Linked DNA regions of Sus scrofa: region 2 is linked to region 1. A link is a contact called in public Hi-C data. All regions are on one chromosome and are shown on one strand. The core of a region is the stretch at or near the end of the contact, and the rest is flanking DNA. Distances in the headings are between cores, read along the strand shown.

Region 1 (7,087 bases), core at 3,659-6,158:
GAACTGTGGCTCAGGCCTAAACAATGACAGTCCCGAGGCCCTCGAGGTCCCCTCTTTGCAGGACTTTAACGTTTTCTCCACAGATTCCTGCCTGCAGCTTTCAGATGCAGTCTCGCCCAGTTTGCCAGGTTCCCTCGACAGTCCCGTAGACATTTCAGCTGACAGCTTTGACTTTTTTACAGACACACTCACCACAATCGACCTGCAGCATCTGAATTACTAAACACATTAAAGCAAAACAAAGCATCCCAAAACAAAACCCCCTTTGACCAGGCGGTTTGGCCTTCCTTTATTCTGAGAGTTGATTTTTATTTTATTTTTTTTTCTTGACCTACCCTTTCCCTCCTTTAAATGTCGAAGATTTTCTGTTTAGTGATCCCCTGGCCCAGGTTCAGAGCCATCTTTTTCAGGTTATTTTGGAGTTTTAGTTGTTTTAAATCTAATCCAACCACCTCTATGTGATTTTCTAAAAGCAATATATGAGACCTGCAAGAAAGTGATCATATAATTGTATCTTCACTTTCTTTTTATTTTTGTATTACACTAGGATGCATTGTCATGCGTATTTTTGGTAGAATAAATTCTCCTTTGCTATAAGTAGCTTTCTTATTTTTTTCTCCCCCTCTTTCTCAAGGCTCATAACGGTTTCTTTTTCCTCTTTTAGTCTAACTTGGTAAATAAAATTCTGGTCACAATCCATTTTCTTTTTCAATTTTAATATATTTATTAAAGGGGCATGTTCAAAGTCTTCAATAGACAGCAACAATAAAACAAAAGCCAGAAAAAGGTTAGGGCTTCTGAGAAGTGTCGGGTTTTTTTTTTTTATTTTTTAGGGGAATGGATATGGTTTTTTCAACGTAAAGGTTCAAGCCATAGATTTAAATTGGTAATCGAAACGGGACCGGGCAGCCCCAGATTGGGGCCAAGCCCAAGATTTTCAAAGTGGAGAAATAAAGTGCCTATAGAAACCTCCAACTCCAGGAAGCAGAAACATGGAGCTTCTTTAATCTACCAGTCTCCAGGTCAAAAACTAAGTTATCAGCAATTCATTTATTTATACACATTTGCTTCAAACATCTACATCCCAACCCCTCCCCCACAAATCCCAGAACATTTTCAGTGTGGTTGGTTAGTCTCCTGGCTGTTGATGGGTCCAGGCAAACAGACCTAAAAGAGAAAAACAAAAATAAAACAAGACAATGGTTACTAGCAGGAAAATGGACCTCAGAAAGGGTTCTTTCCAATCCTCTGATTCAGTCGTTCTAGGATTCTTCTTCTTCTTTTTTTTTTTCAGGGTCAGAAAAATCAATATTTCATTCTTAAATCTGTTTACATGGTAAATAATGGATCATTAAAGCTTTGAAGTCAGGTTAGGTAAGATGAGATTTAAAAATGGAGTGTTTCTGCACCCTAGGTTATAAATTAACCCAGTTTCTAGAGAGAGAACGAGAAAAAGCACTTTAAATGAAATATCAATAAAATGTGAACTAGGGTATGTTCCTGGGTTGTTCTGTTTTTTTCTCCCTTCCTCTGTCTCCCAACCTTTATTTTCCCTTACTGAGCTCTGTTCTGACGGCTATATGTTCTTACCGTGAGAAAACGCAGCGTGTAAGCAACATGTGTGGGGGCGGGTTGATTTAAAAACCCGGCTCTCAATAGCCAAGGCTTGGAAGTTACGAGGAAATCGCGATCTCTCTCCATGGGCTTGCTCGCTACCCCCACCCCCCTTTGCCCCCTAAATCCCGGCAGCAGCCGAGGCGTGCGAGGACCCCGGCGGGTCTCCTGCCCCAGGCGCGGAGCAGAGCGGAGCAGGCGGCCCGGCCGCGGCCAGAGCTAAGCCGCTGCCGTTTGCGATTCATCCTACGCTCATAAATCAAACGCTTTCTATGAATGAGAATGTCATCAAAGAGATCAATTGCAGGAACACATGCACAAATAAAAATCCTCTTACGTATTTGCCGGGGATCCCCGTCCGAAAGCATTAAGTTAGAAGGCGTTTAGTCATAATTCATTTTTATTGCTCTTTTAAAACAACAGCTTGGCTGAGCCGCGGTTGCCATGAACAGCTCCCGGCCTCGGCGGCGTTTCGCCTCCTCCTCACTCCTTCCCTTTCCAGTAGAACAGCCCTGAAAGAGGCGCTTTGAGCCCAGCAAACCGCTTGCAGGCGATCGTTTAAATAGTGACCGGGCTCGCCTTTTACCCCGTCTCCCGGGGCGTTTAAAGAGACTTTAGCTCCAGTCCTGGGGCGCCGGCCTGCCTGCTCGGAGCACCGAGGGTCTCCGACCCCGCGGAAGGAGCCCCCGGGCTTCGTGGGGGTGGGGGTTGGGGGGGGGAAGCGGCGGAGCTACGGAAGCCTGCGGGCTCGCGGCCAGAGGAGGCCGCCTTTGTGCGCCGCGCCGGGAGAGTGGCGCTCCGGGCCACCAGCCCGGGCGGAGCCGCCGCGGCCGCTAGAGCCCGGCCTGCGGGGAGCAGGGAGCGGAGGCGGGTGGGTCGCCCGCCCGTGGGCGGCGGGCCTGTGTGCGAGCGCAAGTTTGGGATCGCAAGAAAAACACTCCACCCGCGCTGGCTGGGAAGAGAGGCCTGGAGGGAGGAAGAGAGGTGCAGGGAGAGGCGTTCAGAGGCCGAGAACTAGCGGAGGAAGGAGAGCGGTGGCGGACTGGGGTGGCTTTGTGGCGCGAGCCCTGCGGCGAGGGGGTCGTGCAAACCCGAGCGGAGGAGGCCAACAAAGGGGTAGGAATGAGGCAAGGGGGGGATGGGGAAGAACGTACCGAGGAGCTTCGGCTGGGAGAGCAAATCGTCCAATGCTGGCCCGGACCCCCTCGCTTCGTGCCTCCTCCCCCCCAGGAGCCCCTTCTGTCCTCCGGTTGGAGGCCTGGCGCTCCCCAGGAAGCCACCTCCAGGAGGTCCGCCTTGCCTTTTCCGTTCTCCAGGAGGAGGTTCCCCAGGTGCTGAAATTGGGGCCGGAGTGACCTTCCTGGCTCCCTCTTAACCAGGATCGGGGATGGGTCAAAGGTCACAGGAAAATACCCTTTCGGAAGGAAATATTTAGGGAAAATGCCCCTTTGCTACGGAGGGAAACCACAGTCAAATGACTGCCAGAGTTCTCTCTCTTGGGGGGGACAGGTTAGGGGAGAACTTCTCTGTGTGGAGCACAGAACACAGACAGAAACCTAAAAGGCCAACCCATTTACAATGTGTCTGCCTCCAGCAAAACTTCCTTCTAACTGGAGAGGGAAGAGTAGAGAAGAGTGGGAACCCCAAATACACATTCCACCCTCAGATAAATTTGATCTGTCAGATTCCAATGTGGTGAACATGATCAGAGTAAAATCTATAGGGTATTTGCTGCAAAGCTTCTTGGATGATGTCTGGATTTCTTTTATCTAGGAATGCATCAATTCTTGGCCTCTGTTTGGCCTTTTCTCTTTACAAGCCCAGGGTCGACATGAAACTTAATAGTAAACAGCAATTAACGACCCCGTCAGCATCCGGGTAGGCTGAGGGTGATGGAGAACAGGACTCCTGTCCTGGGATGACGCTCAGATTTGCACGTGTCTCTCTAGGGAAGGACTTGAAGGTTCACACAGGGAACCACACAGCCAGTTTACAAAAGGGAGGAGGTGTTGTTGGGGAAGAAGAAAATGTCCTGTCCACCATCAGCCATCTGTCCACTGCCCCTCCCACCTGCCAGCCCCCACCCCCACTTCAGCTGTGCAGTAGAATGGGGGGGGGGTGGATGAAGGAAGCTCTAGCACGCCTAACATTCGCCTCCAGGAAACGAGAAACGTTTCTGGGGGTGGCGGGGTGGGAGGGGAGGTGGAGGGGGAGTTCATCGTACTTCACTGTGGTCTCGCCCTTTGAGGCCCAGGTCGGTGTACACAGGCTCCTGGGTCCTAGGGAGCCGGCAGATGGCCTGCAGCGCACGGCCCGGCCCCCACGCTGGCCACGTCGGCTAGCGTCATCTCTCTCCCCCGCCTCCTACCCCTCAAAATCCGGCAGCAGAGTTGCTCCGGATCCCGCAGGGCTCCCAGAACAGAGCTGAGTGGGGAGGAGAAAGGGGCGGAGAGCGAGGAGAGAGGGAGGGCGAAGAGCCGGGCCACCCCCGGCCTTTTCCGGCAAGCTTAGCTCCCAAGGTTCACCCGTTCCCGAGCATCGAATTACAGCAGCTCCCCGTTGCCACGCTAACAGCTCGTGGGGGTGGGGGAGGAACGGGGGCTTCAAGACCCTACAGGGAGAGGGAAGTTTCCTTTCTTGCGCTTGTCCCCTCCACGCCCACTCGGGTTCCCCCAGCCAGCCCTCTGCGCACTTCCCTCTCCTTCCGGAGACCTGGTGGTGGCCCAGCCTCGTCCCCCGCCACCGTTCTCGGCTCTCCTCACTGCCCCCAAGGCATCACAGAAGGGACGGCAGTGAAAGCGCCCGGGGAGCGACCCTTCCAGTTCCTCGCGTTCCGGGCTCAGCCAGTGTGCAAGTGGCGGCCCAGCGAGCTCCCTCCCACTGACTCCCGACCCAAGAGAGCGCGGAGCCCTCTTGGCGTCTCACCTCTTGCCAGTTCCTCTTTCTGTGCACGGTGGGGAGGGGGGCGGTGACCGAGGATGGCTCTCAGCCCCCACCTCCCGGAGGGGGGCGATCGGAGTCGGCCACTCGCAGAAGGCAGCCCCTGCTCCCCTTCGCCCCAACGCTGGGAATCTGCCCCTGCAGCCGCCGCAGCTGCTGCTGCCGCCCGGGCTGCCTGGGGGGGCGACTGCGCGTCACCTAGACTGAGGAGCGCCGGGGATTTAAATGCCACTGAAAGGGTGATCCATCACCGCAGGAGCCAGCAAACTTTCGCAGGAGGCTCCGCCATTGGCTGAGAGAGTCACGTGCCCCTCCCCTAGCGCCCTCCGCCCTCCCGCCCCCCCTCTTGCGCACTGTACATTCATATCATTTTTCTTCTCCGGCCCCATGGAGGAAGTGAGAAAGTTGGCACGGTCACTCAGGGCTTCGCAGGACCCGGTCACTCAGTGACAGATGGACAATGCAAGAATGAGCTCCTTCCTGGAATACCCCATCCTCAGCGGTGGCGACTCGGGGACCTGCTCAGCGCGAGCCTACCCCTCCGACCATGGAATTACAACTTTCCAGTCGTGCGCGGTCAGTGCCAATAGCTGTGGCGGCGACGACCGCTTCCTAGTGGGCAGGGGGGTGCAGATCAGCCCGCCCCACCACCACCACCACCACCACCACCATCACCACCCCCAGCCGGCCACCTACCAGACTCCTGGGAACCTGGGGGTGTCCTACTCCCACTCGAGTTGTGGTCCAAGCTACGGCGCGCAGAACTTTGGCGCGCCTTACAGCTCCTACGCGTTAAATCAGGAAGCAGAAGTAAGTGGTGGGTACCCCACGTGCGCTCCCGCTGTTTACTCTGGAAATCTCTCATCTCCCATGGTCCAGCATCACCACCACCACCAGGGTTATGCCGGGGGCGCGGTGGGCTCGCCTCAATATATTCACCACTCATATGGACAAGAGCATCAGAGCCTGGCCCTGGCCACGTATAATAACTCCTTGTCCCCTCTCCACGCCAGCCACCAAGAAGCCTGCCGCTCCCCTGCATCAGAGACGTCTTCTCCAGCGCAGACATTTGACTGGATGAAAGTCAAAAGGAACCCTCCCAAAACAGGTCAGTCTTGCCCTTCCATGAATGATCCTTGATTATTCAGGAAGGAGCCGGTATGCTTAGTTTCCAAGGAAAATTAATCAAGGTTTTGTTTTGTTTTTTTCTTTAAAATTCTTGCTTCCCACCGGTGTTGTAGGGTGTTGGGAGGCTGCCCAGGTGTGGTTGGCACAAAGGAACATCTGGGATTGTTGTGTTTCCAAGGGGGCTGAGTTTTAGAGGTTTTGGAAGTAGGACGTGGGAAAGTGGGTAGGTGTGTATGTGTGTGTTAATATCTCCAGGCTCCATTAATCACTGGTCTGACCATGCTAATGGGTGACTTCAGATGAACGCTTTACACCTCATCACTCACCCTCCCAAGCCCGGCTTGTGTTGAGAAATTCTTGATTCCCCCTTTGCCTGAATCTTGCTCTGAAGCCTACAGGGACTCTCATATCGAATATAAATTTTTTCCCCTTTTTTCCCCATCGCTTCCCCTTGCCCTCAGGGAAAGTTGGCGAGTACGGCTACGTGGGTCAGCCCAACGCGGTGCGGACCAACTTCACCACCAAGCAGCTCACGGAGCTGGAGAAGGAGTTTCACTTCAATAAGTACCTGACGCGGGCCCGCAGGGTGGAGATCGCCGCGTCCTTGCAGCTCAATGAGACCCAGGTGAAGATCTGGTTCCAGAACCGCCGAATGAAGCAGAAGAAACGAGAGAAGGAGGGCCTCTTGCCCATCTCTCCAGCCACCCCACCGGGCAGTGAGGAGAAGGCCGAGGAATCCTCCGAGAAGTCCAGCTCCTCGCCCTGCGTTCCTTCCCCGGGGTCTGCTACCTCAGACACTCTACCTACCTCCCACTGAGGCCGCCCCAGCCCCAGACTCGACTCTTCCGGCTGGGACTTCTTTCCCAAAGCACATTCTTAGCTTATCTTCCTGTCCATTTACAATCTCTCTCTTCCTCTCTGATCCTATCTGGGGAACTCCTGGCCAGGATACTGTGTTTCCAGTGAATTCTGGATTAGAGACTGGTGTGGGGGCAGGGGAGTGCTAGCTCCGCAATGCAAATTGAGTGCCAACATCAATTTTCTCAAGGCCCCTAACGCCCCTAGTTTTAGGAGATTTCTTTGACAGACCCTACAGTTCCTTTCAGATGCCCTTTGGAAAATAGTCTCCTTTGCCAGCAGAAACATGTCAGAGGGAGGCCTCTCATCTTATATCTAACCGTGTATTTACAGTTCTCCCCTACTCTGCCCTTAAAGTAGGATAGAGAGAGAAGAGAGTCCAGGAGCTCATGAGGAAGAGATGCACTATGAGCGTGTTTACACAATTAATTCACCCCTTAATTTAACTCAGTTTCATGTGTGTGAGTCTGCTGGTTGTAAATACTTTGTCCTGAAAGATTTATCTTTATACAGATTTTCTAGAAATGTTTAGATTAAGGGATGAAAA
Region 2 (6,389 bases), core at 1,256-3,755, 730 kb after region 1:
AGCTTTTGTCTCAATCTAAGTGTATAAGTTACCCCTTCTTTAACCTGGGCAATACTGAAAATACTTGCTTTCTCTACAATTCAGTATAAAGTGATTTAGGGAATAATGTCCCAATCAACAAGATCTTAGGCTTTGTCTGTCTACACATTTATCATTCTTCCCTGTCATATAGATTTGCGTATCTTCAAGATAAAAACATTTGGTCTGCCGCCATCCCAAGATTAGGTTTCTTTAAATGACTTAAGACACTATTAGGCCAAGTCAATAAGTATTTTAATGTAATAATTTTGTTTTTGCCCCAACTCTCCTCAGTATAACGGGGGGGGGGGGGGGGGGCGGGGGGGCGGGGGGCGGGACTGGGACTATACTATGGCTGTAACTTTCTCAACCACATAGATGCAAAGTTATAATTTTAAGGGGAAAAAGCCTGAGTTAGATCCTTACACATTTTAGGTTTTCATTAACTTACCAATGTAGTTTTATTGGAGGCCATTTTTTATTGCAGACTTGAAGAGCTATTACTAAAAAAATGCATAACAGTTAAAGAAGTTTGCAAAGACACAAAAAAAGGTAGCTAAACACAAGTTTTGTTTGGATTCCAACCCCCACCTAGTAGCTCATATTATCAGACATATATAATATGGATATTATACCAATCCATAAACAATCAGATTTAAGCTTCTGTAAATTAGTAATACACGCCTCAGAGTATATATATTAGTGTTGTAACCAAGTACCCAGAGAACCTTACTAGGGTCATTGGTACCCGAGAAAGAGTCATATAGGATTAAAAAAAGAAAAATTTTTTTTCCTAATCCAAATCCCATTTACAACCACATTCAGCAAATAGATACTGACTCAGAATCAACTGCTCAAACGATCACCATAATAAATTACTGTGAATTTTTTCTCTAGACCTCTTAACAGTCCAGAGCCGCCTAGGTAATCCCAACTTGGTTTCTTTTTAGAAACTCTCCCTTTTTCCAATCACTAGTTAAATAAACTAAGAGAAAAAAACACCCCAAAATGCTCCAATCCCATTTCGTGCCACTTCTGAAAACAAATCACCTCTTTCCGGACGTTCAGCCGCTGCCCTTAAGCCCCAGCCCCACCCGGCTTAATAAGGCCTTCGAGCCCGGCCCCCGCCCCCCACACGCGAGCGCGGGCCGCATGGTCAGCGCATCCGCGGGGAGAAACAAAGGCCGCGGCGCGGGGGCTCAAGGGCACTGCGCCACGGGGCCCGCGCCTCCCCGACCCGAAGGCGGCCTCGTAACGGAGCGCCCGCCGCTGCCTCCGGACTTCGGGCCGCACGGATGCGGGAGAATGCACAGCCCTCCCTGGAGGCCCGAGTCGCCGACCGAGTCCGGGAGAGGGAGGAGGACCCCTCATGTAGCTCCGGGATGGGGGAGGGGAGGAAGAAACGCGCTTTGTCTACAAATAAGGCAGCTGTCGCCACAGTTCTCAACCTCATAACGAGCAGTCTCGTCCCCTCGACCAACTAGAGACACCGGCCCAGCACCAGGCCCACCGCGGGGTCTCCATTCGCCTGTTTCCTTCCCGCCAGCTCCGACTCGGGGTCGGGCCGGGAAGGATGGGAAGCGGGGAACTGGGGGGAGGGTCTCTGGGGCGCAAGTGGTATCTGAAGCAAGACCACGGAGTGAAAGGTAGGGGAAAATAAAGACACCGACTTCACCGCCTCAGAGCTGCTCCGGGTCCCAGGTCTGCGGCGTCCTCGGCCCTGCGCGCCTCTAGCTCCAGCCACATCCGAGGGGGAGGGGGCTGGGGAGCTGCGCGCGGGGCCGCGCCGCTGGGGGTGGGGGGGGTGCGGGGTGGCACCGCCCACGCCAGGCGGCCGCTAGGGGCGGGGGTGAGCGCGCGCCCCGCGGGGGGGAGGGGCCGCGCGCCGCGCTTTGCCCGCCGGGAGCCCGAGCCCGAGCCCGAGCCGAAGGGTGGGTGGGGGAAGGAGGGGGTGGTGACACCGGCACTCACCGTTCGGGGCGTAGCGGCTGGTGGTCCCCAAAGGGGAGGGAAAGAGAGGGAGGAGCGGGGACTGTGACCGGAGTCTCCTCGGCGGAGGCGTTCCTGCTTTGCAGCAGCTGCACTGGCGCCAAAACAGGACTCCGCCCACTTCCTAGTCCCTGGGGTTGGGTGCCTCCAAATGCTGGTGGTGGGTGTAAAACTTGGGTGGGAGGACTCAATTAGGAACTAAGAGTTAGATTACCCTGTCCAAAGACCTCCTGAACCCGAGAGGTTGACCCCAAAAGCGTTGTCCAAGGTTAGGTAGGTGAGGCGTGAAATGTAACTTGTTGACCACAAGTCGCTTCGGGTGTTTCCGGAAGAGGCCGAGTCTGTCCTCAATTCAGGGAGGAGGAGGGAAAGCGCTGTAGAGAAGGCTACAAAGATTTTTTTTTTTAGAGACGGGGGGCGGTGGGTATTGGGATTATCAAAGCGTTGCTCTAAGGACCACCTTCCGGGTTGAGGGGCTGGACCTGAAAGCTGAGGATTAAGCTCCTCCCCACAGTGTTAATTTCAAACTGCGCGACCGTTTCTCACCTGCCCTGCGCTAAAGCTGGGCGGGGGGCGGGGACTGGACTTAATTCCGAGAGAGAAATACGCAGGGCTCGAGCCTTCCGCAATTCACAGAGCCCTTTTACGCAAGTGACGTCAAGCACCACTGTTGGCTGCGAGGAGGGAGGGGCACGTACTTGGCGCAAGGAGGTCGTAGAGCGTTCCCGCCATTGGCGGCGGTTAGGGCGTTTACGCAACGGCCTGACGTAGGGCAGGACGCGTTAGTCGGGGGGAAGGTTCTAGAAAAGCGGCGGCAGCGGCTCTAGCGGCAGTAGCAGCAGCGCCGGGTCCCGAGTGGAGGTGCTCTTAGCGGTGTTGTTTCTCGAGCAGCGGCAGTTCTCACTACAGCGCCAGGACGAGTCCGGTTCGTGTTCGTCCGCGGAGATCTCTCTCATCTCGCTCGGCTGCGGGAAATCGGGCTGAAGCGACTGAGTCCGCGATGGAGGTAACGGGTTTGAAATCAATGAGTTGTTGGAAAGGGCATGGCGAGGCCGTTGGCGCCTTATTGGAAGTCGGCCACCCGCCTCCGTGGGAGAGCGGCAGCGAAATTGGGCCACTTCAGAAGCGGTTGGTCTCGGGGTACTTTTGAAGGGGGGTCGTTAGCGGAGGCCTGATCGTTCCGCACCTTCCCCACCCTCAGGCTCCCGGCGCCATTTCCCTTTGCTGGGGGTGGGGGATGGGGAACTTCCACATGGCGGACGCAAGCCGACTTCGGTGGAAGTGGGGCGCGGAGGCGGGAATTCTTACTCCCTTTTTACAGCACGCTGGTTTGGGGACCCTGGCGTCCGCGCGTTGGAGCGTTTCGGCGGGCTGCGGGTCCTCGCGGGCGAGGCTGCGGCTTCCCCTCCCCCCCTCGCGGGAACCGGATTTGGCGGCCGCCATTTTCGTTTCTCCTCTTTCTCGCAGCGTTTTCCTTGTAACTCTCTAAATTCAGCTAGTTTGAGTCTTTTATCAAAGAGTAGAGGTGGTTCGCCGGTTTTTTCTCCTTTTCGGGCCGTTTTCATGCCGTTTCGAGGTGGATTCTGAGGGTTTGGGAGCCTGGATCTTTAAAGTCCTGCGCACCTCATTAGAGGCTCGCTGCCTTCCCCTCGATGAAATGGCGCCATTGCGTTCAGGCGCCGCACCGCAGGGCGGGGGGAGGGGCGGCGGTCGCTCGGCTTCGGAGGTAAAACGATCTAGGGTGTCGGGCCCGGGTTTGAGGCGAGCCATACGTAGTACAAAGAAAACGTTCTGTTTTTCAGCCCTTGTTCCTTTGCGTAGCGGTTTTAGCTGGGTTTGCGGCGATTAGGAAGGCGGTTACATGGCAGGAAGCTTTAGAAATGAAAAACCGAAATTCGGAGCCATCAGGGTCCTGTAGGTTATGCGGGAGGTCGTGGGGAAGGTGGTCTTCGGGGGTTGGGGGGGGGCGGTGTGCCGAAGGTTCCGAATCCTTTTAATTTCCTGAAGGCTTCCCTTATGAGGAATTGTAGAAATTACTCGGCTTTTAAGTAAGATTTTTACTGGGAAATTTTTTACGTGGTAAGCTAGAAATTAAGATGAAAGTGCAATAAAAATGATTTTAGTTGTGCTCTGCTTAAAACGTGGCTCAGCCCTTCAGTACGTGTATTGCTGTATACCGAACTGTTTTAGGCTGGGCTACTATGTATTTGAACTTTGTCACTTGCTTTTCTCATTTATGTTTGCAATCATGGTTGATAACATTGATAAGCTTAAGGTCTGAAGCGAAGGGGGTCTACCTGGGTATTTTCTTTGACCCTAAGCACGCTTATAAAATAACTTTGTTTGTAATCAATAGTGGACAGCGGGTAAGTTTGGAAATGAGGTAAGTAATGAGTTTTTCCCTTTTGTTAGTGATATGTAAAAAATTTGTAGATGTGTTTTTAATTAGATTTATTTGGGTTTAAGGAGCATTTATTGAAAATACTTGGAATAAATAAAGAATCCGAATATCAATATGCCAAGTAACCATTATAACAGACGGTTCTTAAAGTGTCTCAAGAGCTAGTTTGATAATTTCTTTATAAATTTTTCAGAATCCTGAAAGGTTAATTCTACAGGAAAAAAACCGAATGTTTATTAGTATCATGCATGGATGGAGAGAGGAACCTCTTTAGAAATGTGGGTTGAGGGTGTAGTACGATTTGCTAGGAATAAAATACCTTGCTGTGTCAGAAAGTACTTTTGACTGTTTCTTTTTCATTATACATTCTGGACATTGTAACTTCGTTTCTGAGTATTTATAGTTTTTTAATTTAACCAACTGAAAACAGTATAATGACCCAATCTTAACTGATAATCCATAATACAGAGCTTTTAATGCAAAGTATTTGCTTGCTTGTTTGAGATTTCAAGCCTAGGCTCTGTTTCTTTTCCCAATGAAAATTCGAGGTGTTATGCTGTGTTGTTTGCTAGAAGCCTAAGTTAAACATCGTGAAGTGTAAAATAAATGGTAGTGCTACGCAACTACTGGATACAGTGTTCATTTAAATATCTTTATGGTTTTTGAAAAGTGGAATGATTGCAGTCTTGTTTCTACTTTTTAATAGCTCAGTAATAGTCCAGATTCTTTCTCTGTTAGTACTTTTAGGAACAGACAGACACTATTAAATCATTCTGTCTTGGTCAGAAGAGAGAATCTTAAAGATATGTTGGTGTATATGTTGAATACTTAAAGCTTTTTTTCTCTAGTGGAGACTTGGTATATGGGGAAAGAACTGTCTTTAACCAGGTTTTGGGGGGGTAAAAATTGAGTTTCATTAGAATCACCACTAGAGGGAGCAATGAAGGGAAAATAATTACTTCAAATAGTGAATTCTGAAATAACAAGTTTATAAGAAAGAAGCCAACAGTTCTTACAGTTTAAGAATTTATATTTAAACTGAATATTTAAAAGGTAACTTCTCTGTTCTAGGATATAGAATTGAATGGAAATTTTGATAAGAATGCATTAACTTCTCAGTCACCAGGGAATAAGATTTGCTTTTTTTTTTTTTCCAGAAATTTTTTTTAACTAAGTGGTATTAGATGTGTTTAAAATGTTTGAATGTGAAGTAAATTTAGATCAAGATTTAATGACTTTGAAACTTGTGTAGTTCAGCTGAGGCAATTTTTTTTGGTGTAACACAACTAATATGCAGTTTAACATATGGTTTAAATTTGATGTAAGTTTTTTTTTTCCCCCCCAGAAAACTTTAGAAACTGTTCCTTTGGAGAGGAAAAAGGTACTCTGCCAGCAGGTCACCTCATATTTAAGAATTTAATTTCCTGTATACAAAGAGAAAATGTAAATAAAAATTGAAATGATGTTTTCCTTTGCAGAGAGAAAAGGAACAATTCCGTAAACTCTTTATTGGTGGCTTGAGCTTTGAAACTACAGAAGAAAGTTTGAGGAACTACTACGAGCAATGGGGAAAACTTACAGATTGTGTGGTATGTTAATAAAGTGCTTGCAGATAATAGTCCTTTTAACTCCCCAGGCTCATCTGTTTAAAGTGTTAGTGAATCATTAAGAAAAGTTTTAAGTTCATGTTCATTTTTAAATGCTGTAAGTAATGAGATTAAATAGTAACTCTACTCCTATGCATTTAAGGTCATGAGGGATCCTGCAAGCAAAAGATCAAGAGGATTTGGTTTTGTAACTTTTTCATCCATGGCTGAGGTTGATGCTGCCATGGCTGCAAGACCACATTCAATTGATGGACGAGTGGTTGAGCCAAAACGTGCTGTTGCAAGAGAGGTGAGTGAATACGTAATTTGTGCAGTAGATAATTTGGGGGAAATTTTTTTGAGATTAGAAAGTTATCCATGTTTCGCTCCAAGTT

Evidence for each region. A called contact is a pair of places that touch in the nucleus more often than the background predicts.
Region 2: a Hi-C map of embryonic fibroblasts shows a contact between it and region 1, with 2.1 times the contacts expected there. The contact joins the promoter of CBX3 here to the promoter of HOXA1 in region 1. A contact is called at or near these places in 4 of 47 Hi-C or Micro-C datasets (adipocytes, embryonic fibroblasts, fibroblasts and 1 more) and 1 of 2 datasets of contacts at active chromatin or transcription factors (skeletal muscle).

The regions. Positions count from the first base shown.
Region 1 is chr18:45,472,653-45,479,739 of Sscrofa11.1, forward strand. HOXA1 (homeobox protein Hox-A1) reads left to right here and starts at 4,909. Exons shown (of 2, transcript XM_003134844.5): 1 at 4,909-5,662; 2 at 6,144-7,087. The coding sequence starts at 5,008. The coding sequence ends at 6,499. LOC106506838 (a long non-coding RNA gene) reads right to left here and starts at 4,764. Exons shown (of 2, transcript XR_001302424.2): 1 at 4,540-4,764; 2 at 711-1,167. It overlaps HOXA2 (homeobox protein Hox-A2), which reads left to right. Exons shown (of 2, transcript XM_003134843.5): 2 at 1-693. The coding sequence ends at 223.
Region 2 is chr18:46,202,609-46,208,997 of Sscrofa11.1, forward strand. CBX3 (chromobox protein homolog 3) reads right to left here and starts at 2,506. Exons shown (of 5, transcript XM_021078986.1): 1 at 1,990-2,506. It overlaps HNRNPA2B1 (heterogeneous nuclear ribonucleoproteins A2/B1), which reads left to right and starts at 2,556. Exons shown (of 13, transcript XR_002340389.1): 1 at 2,556-3,013; 2 at 5,754-5,789; 3 at 5,887-5,997; 4 at 6,158-6,304.